2 separate regions of the Mus musculus genome follow, and region 1 is linked to region 2. Evidence: chromatin contacts called from public Hi-C data. All regions are on one chromosome and are shown on one strand. The core of a region is the stretch at or near the end of the contact, and the rest is flanking DNA. Distances in the headings are between cores, read along the strand shown.

What was found. Hi-C and Micro-C count contacts between places; a contact is called where the count stands out from the background.
Region 1: a Hi-C map of cortical neurons shows a contact between it and region 2, with 3 times the contacts expected there. The contact joins the enhancer-like site here to the promoter of Cilk1 in region 2. A contact is called at or near these places in 4 of 39 promoter capture datasets (embryonic stem cells, liver and macrophages), 48 of 484 Hi-C or Micro-C datasets (3T3-L1-derived adipocytes, the AML12 cell line, the CH12 cell line and 34 more), 20 of 115 datasets of contacts at active chromatin or transcription factors (the HPC-7 cell line, the SCID.adh cell line, bone marrow-derived dendritic cells and 14 more) and 5 of 9 other capture datasets (adipose tissue, embryonic stem cells, liver and 2 more).

What each region holds. Positions count from the first base shown.
Region 1 is chr9:78,142,416-78,148,413 of GRCm38.p6, reverse strand. The region is part of intron 5 of Cilk1 (ciliogenesis associated kinase 1); the gene reads right to left. Among named protein-coding and RNA genes, the nearest start is that of Rn7sk, 30 kb to the left of the region's middle. Within about 2 kb of position 2,178, at least 49 of the 459 cell types and tissues checked have an H3K27ac peak or open chromatin away from gene starts, as enhancers often do. A contact at or near this core is called in the N1E-115 cell line, cerebral cortex, cortical glia and 8 more, where this site is marked.
Region 2 is chr9:78,110,456-78,117,098 of GRCm38.p6, reverse strand. It overlaps Cilk1 (ciliogenesis associated kinase 1), which reads right to left and starts at 3,861. Exons shown (of 14, transcript NM_019987.2): 1 at 3,644-3,861.

The DNA.
Region 1 (5,998 bases), core at 929-3,428, 33 kb before region 2:
AAGGGAGGACGTCCTAAAGACAGAAACTGAGAACTGCTTGACAGGTGCACAGGCTCAGAAGCAGGGTGGTGACAGTTGGATATGCATATCACAGCAGGTGATGATGCGGTTCGATGAGGTTCATGGCTGGGTATGCACACCACAACAGGCACTCCTGTAATACCTCAGAAAGCAAGAGCCAAGGCTACTTTTGTCTGTGCTCTAGCAGAAAGTGACTGTGATGTGAAAAGGCACTACATGGCGATGCATGATGGGAAGTAGCAATGTTTTAAGAGAAGGACACTCCTCTGTGTTCACCATCCTGGAGACACCTGGGCTTAGCAGCTGGTCAGATTCTAAACGCAGAGTTGTATAGCATAATGATGGGACTGCAGACCCAGTGGGTGGCTTAGCTGGACCAAGTGGATACATCAGAGCCTAGAACCTCATGCCTACATGAGGATGAAGGCACAGAAATGATCACAGACATTCACGGGAGACACACGTAAGAGGAGGAAGTACTTCCTTCAGAACACAGGGCCGCCTGCTTTGCACAGCCCAAGGAACTGAGATCAGTCAGGTGTGGTGTGGGTGAGACAAAACATAGTCACAGTAAAGTTGGCCTCTTTACAGCATGTGTATATTTGTAGCTACGAGTCCATGCATGTGTACGCATGCACTAGGAAAACATATTATAGTTCAGTGCTTCATCTTTATTCTGCCACTGTCCTGACAGAGACCTAGTGGCCTCCCATAGACAGATTTCTTCAAGAATCCTAACCAGGTTTGTAGTTAACCAAATATAAATAATTATAAGAACCAAACTTGAGGCTGTCAGAGTAAGAAACTCAAGAGTGACTCAGTATTAGTCAAGAATGGCCTTTCCTATAAAAGAAAAAAATCTGATATGGACAAATCCAGATGGTTATTATGAGCCCAATAAAAATATATTATCTACCCACCAGATGAGTGATGCCTGTTTTAAATCTTGGTATAACTGAGTCACCGTGTTTGGGACCTTCGCTCTTGTGAACACCTGCCAATTCCCAGAAGGCCTGACTATATTATGTTCCCATCTTGGAAACAAATGACGAATTATGCAAGTATTAGAGCTGTCTTTTGTCAAAGTACCGAGGATGGTTTCCAGGACTCTCCAGTGAAAAGAAGAAACAGCAGGCATTGTTTGCTTACCAACAGATGGGGAAACTGAGTTATGGGCAGGGGCAACAAGTCACTCACAATCCCACCAAGAACACCCTGTCAGAGGCTGAGAGTGCCAAGCACGACTTGACTCTCCCTCTTGGCTCAGACACCTACACCTTGATTTGTGCTTTGACTCTCAAGTCCACATCAATGCTGATTCTCCTGGTAAGCATCCCCTCCCTCCTCGAATTGGGGTAATTATTATTTAGAAACTTATATGGCATTTCTCTTATAGTGACTCATCTGTCTTTGAACAGCCCCCCCAACACCCCCCCCCAACTCCCTCTGGCACCATCTATTACGCCCACATCAACAACTCTCATCTTCTGCAGCTCAGTCCATCCTACCACACTGGCTGGTACTCATGCAAGCATCGCTTGTGAGTCCACTGTGAGCCACGCTCTTCTAAGTCCCGAGCACCCCTCCCCCAACAGTCAGGCTGTACTCTCTCGCTCTTGATCCTAGTCCCACAGAGAGCATCCATGTTCATCAAAGGGGGAATGAAGAGTCAGGCTTCTCACTTATTCCTCTAATTCGCTTCTTTTTTTCATACTTCATCTGTTTTAGTGAAACATGACTATTTAAAAAGACAACTCAGCTTAGGATGTGAATGTGTAGACTAGCAAGGATGCCTGTGGCCATTTAACCCTTTAGTGCCTGAGGAGTTTCCTCATTAGTAAAATAGAGACTAGCATCTACTTCACAGGTTTGCTTTGTGGGATAAAACACATTCTATCTATAAAGCTTTTAAAGGGCAATGCCGGCACATCAGTGCCTTTCGAGAGCTGGTCATTTTGAGGATAACTACTAGACAGTTCTCTCTGGCAACCTCCCACAAACTGCCAACGTGGGCTTGCATAGATGGTGTCCTTTTTTCAGATAAGAATCAAGGCTTGTGAGGCCAGTGACAAGTGTCAGCTGTGGGGAGCTGGCAGTGAGCTCTGCCTGGGTCTGTGCTCTGCTGACGTGTACAGTGTGGCCCATAACAATGACCCCCTTCTTCCTTCTGGCTCCTGACCTGACAATGGAAATCCTTCTAGCTGTGCCATTTAGGGATCACACAACAGCAGAGCACTGTCACAGCAAAAACCCCCCAGTTCTAAATGGCTTCCAGAACACAGAAACAGAGCCCTAATTTGAGTTCAGGGCATTGCCTGACTGCTGAATAACACAAGGGCTTCCCTTTTCATTCTGATAGAAGATTTTTATAAATAACTTCAAGGAAGAAAGGAAAATACAGCCTCAAGGAAGGCTTTCCCAGGTCCATATTCTGTTACTGGTGACTAATTAAATAAGGAGAGATGACATAAGTGTATTTAAACATTATGAATTTATGTGGCACATCTTCCTGCTGTAAAAGTAATTTCAGATAATTCTCAGTTTCTTTCCCTTCCTTCCTCCCCAATTTCCTTCCTTCCCTGAATCTAAAACTACAGTGTTTATATCAAGAAAAGAAAGTAGGCCATGGGAAGGGCAGCACAGGCACACAAAGGGTCACCTCAAGGTCACACATTTAAGGCAGTGGTGAGGCTCAAAGATACAGCATCATCTCCAGGGCAAAACACTGCCCCAAATCATTTCCATTACCTGATGTGGATATATAGCCCCCCTCCCTCCAGCTGTATAGGTAGGTCAGCAGGAAGCATACGATTTGGATTATATTCCTGCAAGGGACATGTGCTTTGACATTGTTCAGTCAGTACCGAGCAGAGCCATGTGTTTATTCCCCATGGGGGGGGGGGGCGTGTAATATAGTCAGTGACAGGAGACATGGCCATAGCAACCACCCGCTGTGCTGTTCTTCCCTCTCAGAGGACAGTACTCCCCAGGGCGAGCTGCACCTTCTCACTGTGAGAACGAGCTACGGGGGAAGGGCTGAAACTAGACAGTGCCATGAAGTTACTCTTTTATCAGATAGCTTCACTACCACAGGAAAGGTTGACTATTAGGCGCATGTGCACTTAACCGAAGTCAAGTCACCACCACACCAACCCTGTAAGTTAAAAAAACAAAATCAAAACATCACATTTATTTATTAGTTGTGTGTGTGTGTGTGTGCAAGTGTTACCGAGGCATGTGTGTGGAGGGCAGAGGACAACTGGCAGGAACTGTTCATTCTTGCAACTGAGAATGAACTCAGTCTCACAGGTTCAGTAATAAGTACTCCTACCCACAAACCACCTCTCTTTTCTTGTTCCCTATACTCCATTTCTTAAAAGGTTGTTTATCATCATCATCATCATCATCATCAACAACAACAACAACAACAACAGCAGCAAGAAGGGGCTAGGACTTGAGCTTCCTCTGCATTACTGCAGTGCGCTCTCTGCAGAGCTGTGAGCCTCTCAAAGCTCTGGTCTCCTCTTCTTTGAGAGGCATGGCTACTTTCTGTTCTCCCTATCTGTGACGTTGGCAAGGAATGAAAAGAGTAACAGATGGAGTTGACTCCAACCAGAACCACGCATATCGCTGTTGGGAAAAATGTCAACAACGTCCACCTCTGGTGATGGCCAGGATGGTGAGGTTTTGAAAGCACAGGCCTGACCCTCCACTGCTGAACCTTCCTTCACATTGCACACATTCCCAGTGCCTAAGGCTTGAGAGGGAATGGCAGTGCAGAATTCCCAGGGGCTGCTGAGGAGTGCTAAACTGTTAGCTGAAGATATTTGTGCCTGCATACATACCCATGCCCCTGTTTACGTGTGAGGGACAAGAGGGCCTATACAAGTGATAAGCATGTGGGCATGTGTACATATAGAGATAGCTACATGTGGATGGACATGTATGGAAGTGTGTAGGTGGTCTGTGTCTATGAGTACATAAGTGCGTCATTAGGTAGAGTCTCAGGAGAAAGGCTGCGAGTTCTTCCTAGCAATAGATATCTGAGTCTCATGCAAAGGAGTGAAAAGGAACTCTCTGTCTCAGCTTCTGGGGTTAAAGAACAACTTACCCTAACACCTTGTGACTGCTTCCTACTTGACAATAAGCTGGTAGAGAAAGAACTCCTTTGGTTCCCTTTTCTCCTTTGAGCTCATGTGCCCTCTCCTAGGTGTCCCTAAAATCCTGTGTTTGACTATTACACATCACCCACTGTGAACTCCTGTGAATAAAGGCTAAGGAGCCGGTCAGTGCTCCGAAGTCAGTGGGATGGAAGCTCACCTGTACTGCAGTGGTTCGCCCAGCTGGATGAACAAGTCAGCTCAGCCCTGTGTATCACTCACTGATTACAGTCTGTGCTGGATGACCACGAGGGATAGCCTGTCCCTGTGCTTCATCTACTCTGTAACTGAGAAGAGTTACTTAGAAGTAAAGAGCTGGTCCTGGCCCTGGATATACTGTGTCACCTTGTACAACACAACATTTTTCTACCCACTGAAAATTTACAACAAATCTGGTAACTGCCAAAAGGTTTCAACCCAGACTCCTCAATGAGAAATGAATCCTTTTTTTTTTTAGTGAAATGTTTACAGTGACAACATACAGAGACTGATACAAAATCAGCCACTGTCTGCATACTAAATGACCTCGAATGACCTTCTCAGAGGACTCTGGCTTTCCCTCACAAATGTCCGGGTTTGGCTACATAGTCATGGGAAAGTTACCAATCTGAGTCTCCTCTGCAGTGGCTGAAACCAGCAACCTTCCAGAGAGCTGATGAAGATGCCTGCTCATGGTCACTGCTGTGCAACCTTTACAAACTCAGGTAAGAGGAAAAACACAAGGGGAGGGTTTCCTGAAGGGCACATAGCTAAGCTTCCCTTTGGACATGCTAAAGCTCTCAGCGGACTACCCACGCCATCCCTGAGGCGAGTCACAGCAGAATTGCCTTCTCTGATCAGGTGATGGGACTGGCCTACCTAATAAAGGATATCACAGAAAAGCAGCCTACACAGCCCGATGCTGTGTTTACTATAAGATCATGTGACACACTGCCCCCTCCAAGGGGCCCATGAGAAAGTGTCTTCCTGGTCATGGTATCCAGATAGTTTTATGCCCGGTAAGATGGCTCAGCAGGTGAAAATCTTGCTTCTAAACCTGATGACCTGAGTTCAAATCCCACGGAAGGATGGAAGGAAGAGGACTCATTGCACAACCCCTGAAAGTCGTCCTCTGACTAATGCAGCCAAACTGTGACATACACAGACACAGACACATACATACATACATACACACGCTAGATAAATAAATGTAAAATGAACAAATTAACTTAAAAATAATAGTTCTTCTTTTGATAACTAGTATAGTTTTTGTTTGTTTGTTTTTGTTTTTTTGAGACAGGGTTTTTCTCTCTCTGTGTAACCACTCTACCCTGGCTGTCCTGGAACTCATTCTGTACACCAGGCTGGCCTCGAATTTACAGATATCCACCTGCCTTCCAAGTGCTGGGATTAAAGTTGTGCACTACTATGCTCATCTAACTAATCTATTTTTATGTCAAGGAAACTCGATCATGTTTAATATTTTCCTTTGTACCACAAGCTCAGAACCAAATTTATTGCCTGTTTCTTCTACTGAAATAAAATTTACTGGCATGTTGGACATGTCCTCCAAATATTAGGCTATTGGAAATGCTGTTTACCCCTTATCCCCAACACACACAACCAGAGTGTAAGACCCTGTTGCTGAAGACACCATTTATTTATGCCATCAAATATGGAAAAAAAATCAAGCTGGCTGGTGCCCAACTAGAAGCTTTATCCCTACAAACTCTGCAACCTACAACAGTGACCTGCCTTCAAAATATACTGGTGTCGTAGTGGCACACACGTTATGAGAGTAACCAACCACTTAGAAAAAACAAAAACCTGGATTTAAG
Region 2 (6,643 bases), core at 2,612-5,111:
ACCTATAATAGATAGATAGATAGATAGATAGATAGATAGGTAGGTAGATAGAAAGCTAACTAAGCATAAGCCATTAGCAAGCAGCATTCCTGCATGGCTTTTGCTTAAGGTTCCTGCCTGACTCCTCTCCATGATGGAAAGTCAACTGCCCTAAGTTGCTTTTGGTCACTGTGTTCTATCTCAGCAACAGAGATGAAACTACAATGGTCACTATACCCAGAATTCTATCCAGAAACCAACAGCAGGTAAGTAGCCGTGCATAGATGCACGCAGTCAAAGCCAGGAGTGATGGTTCACACTTTCAATCCCAACACTTGGGAGGCTGAGGCAGGAAGATCACCATAAATCTATAGCTAGCCTGGGCTTCAGGGCAAGCCTCTCTGTCTTGGTTAGGGTTTCATTGCTGTGAAGAGATACCATGACCACAGCAACTCTTAGAAAGGAAACATTTAACTGGGGCTTGCTTACAGTTCAGAGGTTTAGACTATTATCATCATGGTGGGAAGCATGGTGGCACGCAGGAAGACATGGTGCTGGAGAGGTAACTCAGAGTTCTACAGCAGAAAGAGTAATATTGGCCTGGCTTGTGCTTCTGAAACCTCAGAGCCTGTTCCTAGTTGACACACTTCCTCCATCAAGGCCACAATCCTCCAATAAGACCACACCTCCTAATAGTGTCACTCCCTATGAGCCCAAGGGGTTCATTTTCATTCAAACTACCAGTCTCAAAAACCAAAACAAATAAATATAAATAGATAAAAACATACAGTCATGTATCTTTCATAAGCATATGACTACATTGGGTAGATCTATCTTTAACTTGACAAGGTTCCACAAAATGAAGTAGGAGAGGTTGCTGATTTTTTTTTTTTTTTTTTTTTTTTAAAGGCAGAAATGTTCCTGGCAAGGTCTGAAGGAAAAATAGTAACAGATCCTAGTAGCAGAGCAGCAGCCAGGAATACTGTGAGCTCCAGCACTGACGCTAAGGGCAAGAATCACTGTCTGGTGAGCCCGGTCCTCCTCTAGGCTCAAGTATAAGTTCTCTACTACAAACCTACCAACTGTGTGCCTCTTGCTTAGGACTCTGCCAGTAGCTGCAGAGGGAGAAGCACGCCATGGTCGGCCATTACTGAGTAGGCCCCGTGGACCATCTTTACGCAACTACTGGCCTGTTAGAATCTGACACAGCCATGTGACTAAAGAGTAACGCCAAGCCCAACCACAATTCTGCCTGACTCTGAAACCAGAAAGATGGATTGCCATCCATAAAATACGGTTCCTGGCCTCAAGAGACTTAAGATAACGTAAGCCAATGAGAGAACAGTGTAAGGGCAGGCTGGTGAACAAATATTTCAAGACTTTTAGGGACAAGGAGAGAAATGAGTAGCGACAACGACAGAAAGACTCACGGGACTTGGGAATTGATAACGTATCGGCTGTGCAAGCATAAAGACCCGAGTTAAATCCCCGGCACCCACATGCAAGCCAAGGCAAGACACAGCCTCACTTCTAACCTAACGGAGCCAGTGAGACATGGCTCCCAAATGTAAGACAGTGACCAAGGAAGAAAACCAGTGTCGACCTCTGGCCGCACACATGCAAGCGCATACACCTGCATACCCACATGAATGTGTTTACAAACACACAAGAGGATTTCCTCCCCCAGAGATGGGTACTGTTAGCACAGGGGAGTATGGAGGATAAAGCGAGGCTCTAAAGAGAGTAAGATGATCTCCGTTTGGGGGAAGGAGTCGCCCCCACAGTAGGACACTGAGTGCAGAGAATTTAGAAGGCTGAGGTTCATTATGAATGGACTTGAAAACTCAGGTGGATTAGTGAAGAACTGACACAATGGATAAACTAAAGGTCGCATGGCCAGGAGATATAACAAAAAGTGACCATGTGAAAGACTTAGCCGGGAAGCAGAGGAAGAGGACAGAGAGGGCAAACACTCGAGAGGGCTCACTAACAGGCCTGGGGGGCCGGCGACAAGGTGGCTCCACAATGTTTCAGGCTGCAGGAAGGGAAGGGCAAGATCTAGATTAGATGCAGAAGGAAGAGACTATATGAAACACACTTCAAAGGTCTTGGTGACTCACTGATGGAGGGAAAATGGCTGAAGAGAATTCAAATGCTTGAAAATTGAAACAACCCCCTGATTTGTCAGGAACCTTAGAAAGCTGTGAGGGAAAAACCAGAACAGAACAGGGAGTCTGTGAGAAGGGCTCTGAGAGAGTGAGTGGACACTCAGTCAGTGAGGCTCCACTTTCCTGACTCCTTATCCTGTCAGCAATTGCGCATGGCACAGAGGGAGGACATTTCGGTAGGAGAAAAGATTCTTTGTGACTAGTATATGTGCTCAGTTCCTTTGGCAAGGACGCCTACTCAGGCAGGCTTCTTGGACCCCACAGCACGCGCCTCCATTATGGGAAACTGGTTGGTCTCATTAAGAATTGAAGCTGCCCTCTTCCCACTCAGTTACCAGTGTGACTGAAAAAAGGGACAAGGCAAAGTGGAAAGGAAAGAGCAGAAAAGTGTGTGTGTGTGTGTGTGTGTGTGTGTGTGTGTGTGTGTGTGGACACTGGAAGGCTGCACCCCAGAGGCAGGGGGTCCATGGGATGTCATCCTAAGTTAAACACTCCCAGCACTGTCCTTGGTTCTACTCTGACTTACAGTGTTCTCCAAGTCCAGGCTCGTAGAGGGCCTTAAAGAATCTACCAAATTGTTCAGAAACTATTTCAGATGTGCGTATTTATGCATACATTAGCTACTGTAACAGTTACGCACAGAGTCAAGGCACAGGTCTTGCAAATAATTTATATGTCAACTACACTGATTTAAAGCTCTTTAAGAATTTCATATGCAGCTCCATTCATTATTGAGACACACCTGGAAGCCCCGACTCACCAGGAAATGGGTGAAATGAAAACTGTTAACTATCAAACTCCTCTCAATACAAAGAGTGCTGGGCTCAAAATTATAAAACAAACAAACAAACAGTCTTGCTAGCTCAGATATCAGTCAGGTGGGCAAAATCCAGGGTGGAATCTCCCTCAGACTTAGTAAAAGCCATTCCTTAGTAATAAATGGAAATGAATACATTCCTCTGCAGAAAGATGCATTAATTTTACCTCCTGTACAAGCCATGCATGCTAGTATCAAACTTTTAAAAGGTTAACAATAAAAAATAAACGTTGTTCTCTGAAAAAAAAAAAATCTTTCAACATCCTCCTCCAAACATCTGGTTTGAGTGGAAAGAAAGAAGCCGGAGTAAAAGATAATCTTGAGTAAAATGGTTGCGAGCAAGTGTGCTGCTCAGACCCGGGTGGGACGGACAAGGGCCTAGTTAGGCAAATGATAATCCCAAGTCCTCAGCACCCATCCACCCACAAACCCACCCGCAAGAGGTTTCAAGTCGGCCAGGGTGCTCCGCTCCTTCAGACTGAAAGATAAACACACCCATCAAAAGCCCCGGGCTCGGGAGTTTTCTCGGCAAAGGAGACCCGCAAGACCGTGGCGGGTCCACTGAGAAGCCACAGCCCCTCATTCCCGGCCATGAGTTCGCTCGGGTCAGCCGGTACCGCCCAGCACCCAGCGACAGGTCGCAGTGCAGCCCTCCAGCCCTAGCCCCAGCCCCACTTACTGGCGGCGATCGCGGCCCGGCGGCGCGTGCACCCGAGAGGGCCCGGCAGGCAAGGGCAGTGGGATCCGAGCGGGCGAACCCGGCAAGTCCACACCCGTCAGCGCGTGGCATCCAGCAGGAACCCGCCGCTCCGCGGCCTCCGGCAGCAAAACAAACAAAAGGCAGAGTGGCTTCTAGTGGGGACGACCAGCCGCTTTCCCTGGAAAAGCTGCCCTGCAGCTCCCCTCGCTGGCCCCGCGCGGCCCTGCACCACCGCCATCTCCCGGATGCTCGGCAGAGGGCAGCGTTGAGCTTCTGGGCTGCGGCGAACCCACCCGGGGGAGCCGCAGACTTGCCACTGACAGGCTGATTGACCCCAAAATACTCAAATAAGGGAAGCCCCCGCTTAAAAAAAAAAGTTTCCTGCCTGAATGTAAATCAATGCGACTAAACTGCACAGTCACAATGTTTTAAAACAACACATTTTGGCGTCTGTATTTAACCACAGTAGAAAAAATGATTTCAGCATTATTGCAACGTAAGTTTGAAAGACTGAATGGATAGCTTCCGAAGTGAGAAACCAAGGAGATGCAACACTCCTTTCTATGCAGTGGTAGGAAATCTAACACTGTTTGCAGAGGTTCTCAACCTGTGGTTAACCCTTTTGGGGATTCAAAGGTGGCCTAAGACCATCAGAAGACACAGATATTTACATTATGATTCATAACAGTAGCAAAATTACAGTTATGAAGTAGCAACAAAAATAATTTTAAAGTTGGTGATTACCACAACATGAGGAACTGTATTAGGAAGGCAGAGAACCACTAGAACAAACTCACAACATAAATTATATTGTAAAGCCTGAGTGGTGGTGTACACCTTTAATCACAGCACTTAGGAGGCAGATGCAGTGAATCTATGTGAGTTCTGGGACAGCCTGGTCTACATAGTGAATTCAAGGACAGCTAGGACTATGTAATGAGACCAAGTCTCAAACCTCTCTAAAATAAGTCATACCTACATACATATATACTATTGTGGGACCCACCTTAAATCATCTTAAAGGATAGCTTTGAAGCATTTTGAAAAAAAAAAAAAACAAATTACCACCCGGCTCTGGACTCTATCGTTCCACAGGGTGGTAACCCAAAAGGCTAGTAAAAACAAATTGCTAGGCCCCACACCAGAAGTTCTTGGGGCAGATGCTGCTGGTCTGGAGACCCACATCTTTCTAAATAACACTATTTTGACCAATAAATCAGTAACTCTTTTGAATTTAACTCTTTTTGAATTTAACTCTTCCCAGCCATGCTTGATGGAGTTACACATCCGCAGCCCCTGCGTGTGACAGTGGAAGCAGAAGCGCCAACATGAGCTACAGGAGAGCTGGTCTAACAAATAAGACCGAGTGCCCCCCCACACACACTTGTCATGTCGTTTTCCTTTCATTATTTGCCTCTGAATCCTGAGGACTGCAGGCAGTTTTTCTCAGCCCCTGAATCTAGCAAAGCTCAGATCACTCCTTTTGCTCCACTGTTGAAGAAACCTACGAGACAGTCAAGTTCCCCAGGGCTTCTGTTAACCTTACCTGTCTCCTTGTTTACCTATGTGATAGCTAGCCCATAGGACAAATGGAAATCACAAGTCCTCCTTAGTGAACACAAGACAAGGAGCCTAATAAGTCATATAGTGCTCATAAAGGGGAGCTTTAAAAGTAACTAAAATGATTACATTTTCAAACTTAACAGTTCAAGCCAGTCTGCCTTGCAAAGAGAGGAACTGCCTTTGTCTACCTTTGGCAGAGGTCCACTGGGTTACTAAGCAGTTTATATTAGAAGTCCTGGCCCTTGGGAAATTATGACCCAGTAAATACATGTTGAGATAATAAAAACCAGTGATGACGGCTATTGGTTATGACTGAGTACAAATAAGCGGTAGTGAACTGTAGCTGTGTTTTAATAAAACAGGCTTGTTGCTGTGAAGCAAACAGGGTTTCAATTAGGTAGGTACTGAATTTATCTTCACAAATATTTATCTTGTTAAATTTTACTACTTCATCAACTCGTTTGGATAAGAGAAAACGTGTTAATTGGCCAGCCCGCCTTAAACATTCAATCCTCACTCTTCATCTGAAAACTGACGTTTAGGGCTCATTGTTGTTTTATGTGCACTGTTGGTTTAGTATGTCTGTGTGAGGTCATCAGACCCCCTGGAAGTGGAGTCACAGACCATGTGGGTGCTGGGAATTGAACCCAGGTCCTCTGGAAGAGCAGTCAGTGCTCTTAACCACTGAGCCATCTCTCCAAGCCCCAATCTGGGGAATTCAAATCACGTCTGTTATTAGTCTTTTTTAAATTTTTTCCATTTAAAACCTAATTTTAAAGGGATCATTGGGAGAAGTGTTTTTCTTGAAAGACCTGAAATCTAGAGTCTCCTTTAAAAAACAAAGAAAACTACTGACATATTGGCATCCGTCGAATACCTACATCATAGGTAGTTAGTAGTGTACAAATGAAACCATCCATAGAGAAGGGCTGTTCTGAAATATAGGATTTGGGCAACATGTGCCTAAGGATGCAAGAGGCATATAAGCTATAGGGAGAATCAGCTGCTTTCTGATTGGCTCCGAGACCTGCTCCAACCTTGTCAAAAGTCCATGGCCCTATGGAGGAAAGAGGAGGTTACAGGCCCCACGTAGGGAGCCCTTGACTGTTGTTTTGCTAAATGCACATGTTGTTAAACTGCTTTCTGTCTTTTTATATGCAGAGATTAATGCTGTTTCCAACCTTCCTCGTGTGCTAGTTGGCCAGCCCACCTTAAACATTCAACCCTTTCAATGAAATTGACTAGTTCTAACACTGTGGAAACTTCATGTGAAAGCTGATGTTTAGCTGATGTTGTTTTGTGAGAGACGGTCTGGCTGGGTCTGGCTGTCAAGAGCACTTGCTGCTCTTGCAAGGGGCTCCAGTTTAGGTTTCCAGAATCCATGTGAAATGGCTCACAATCACCTCTAAGTCCAGT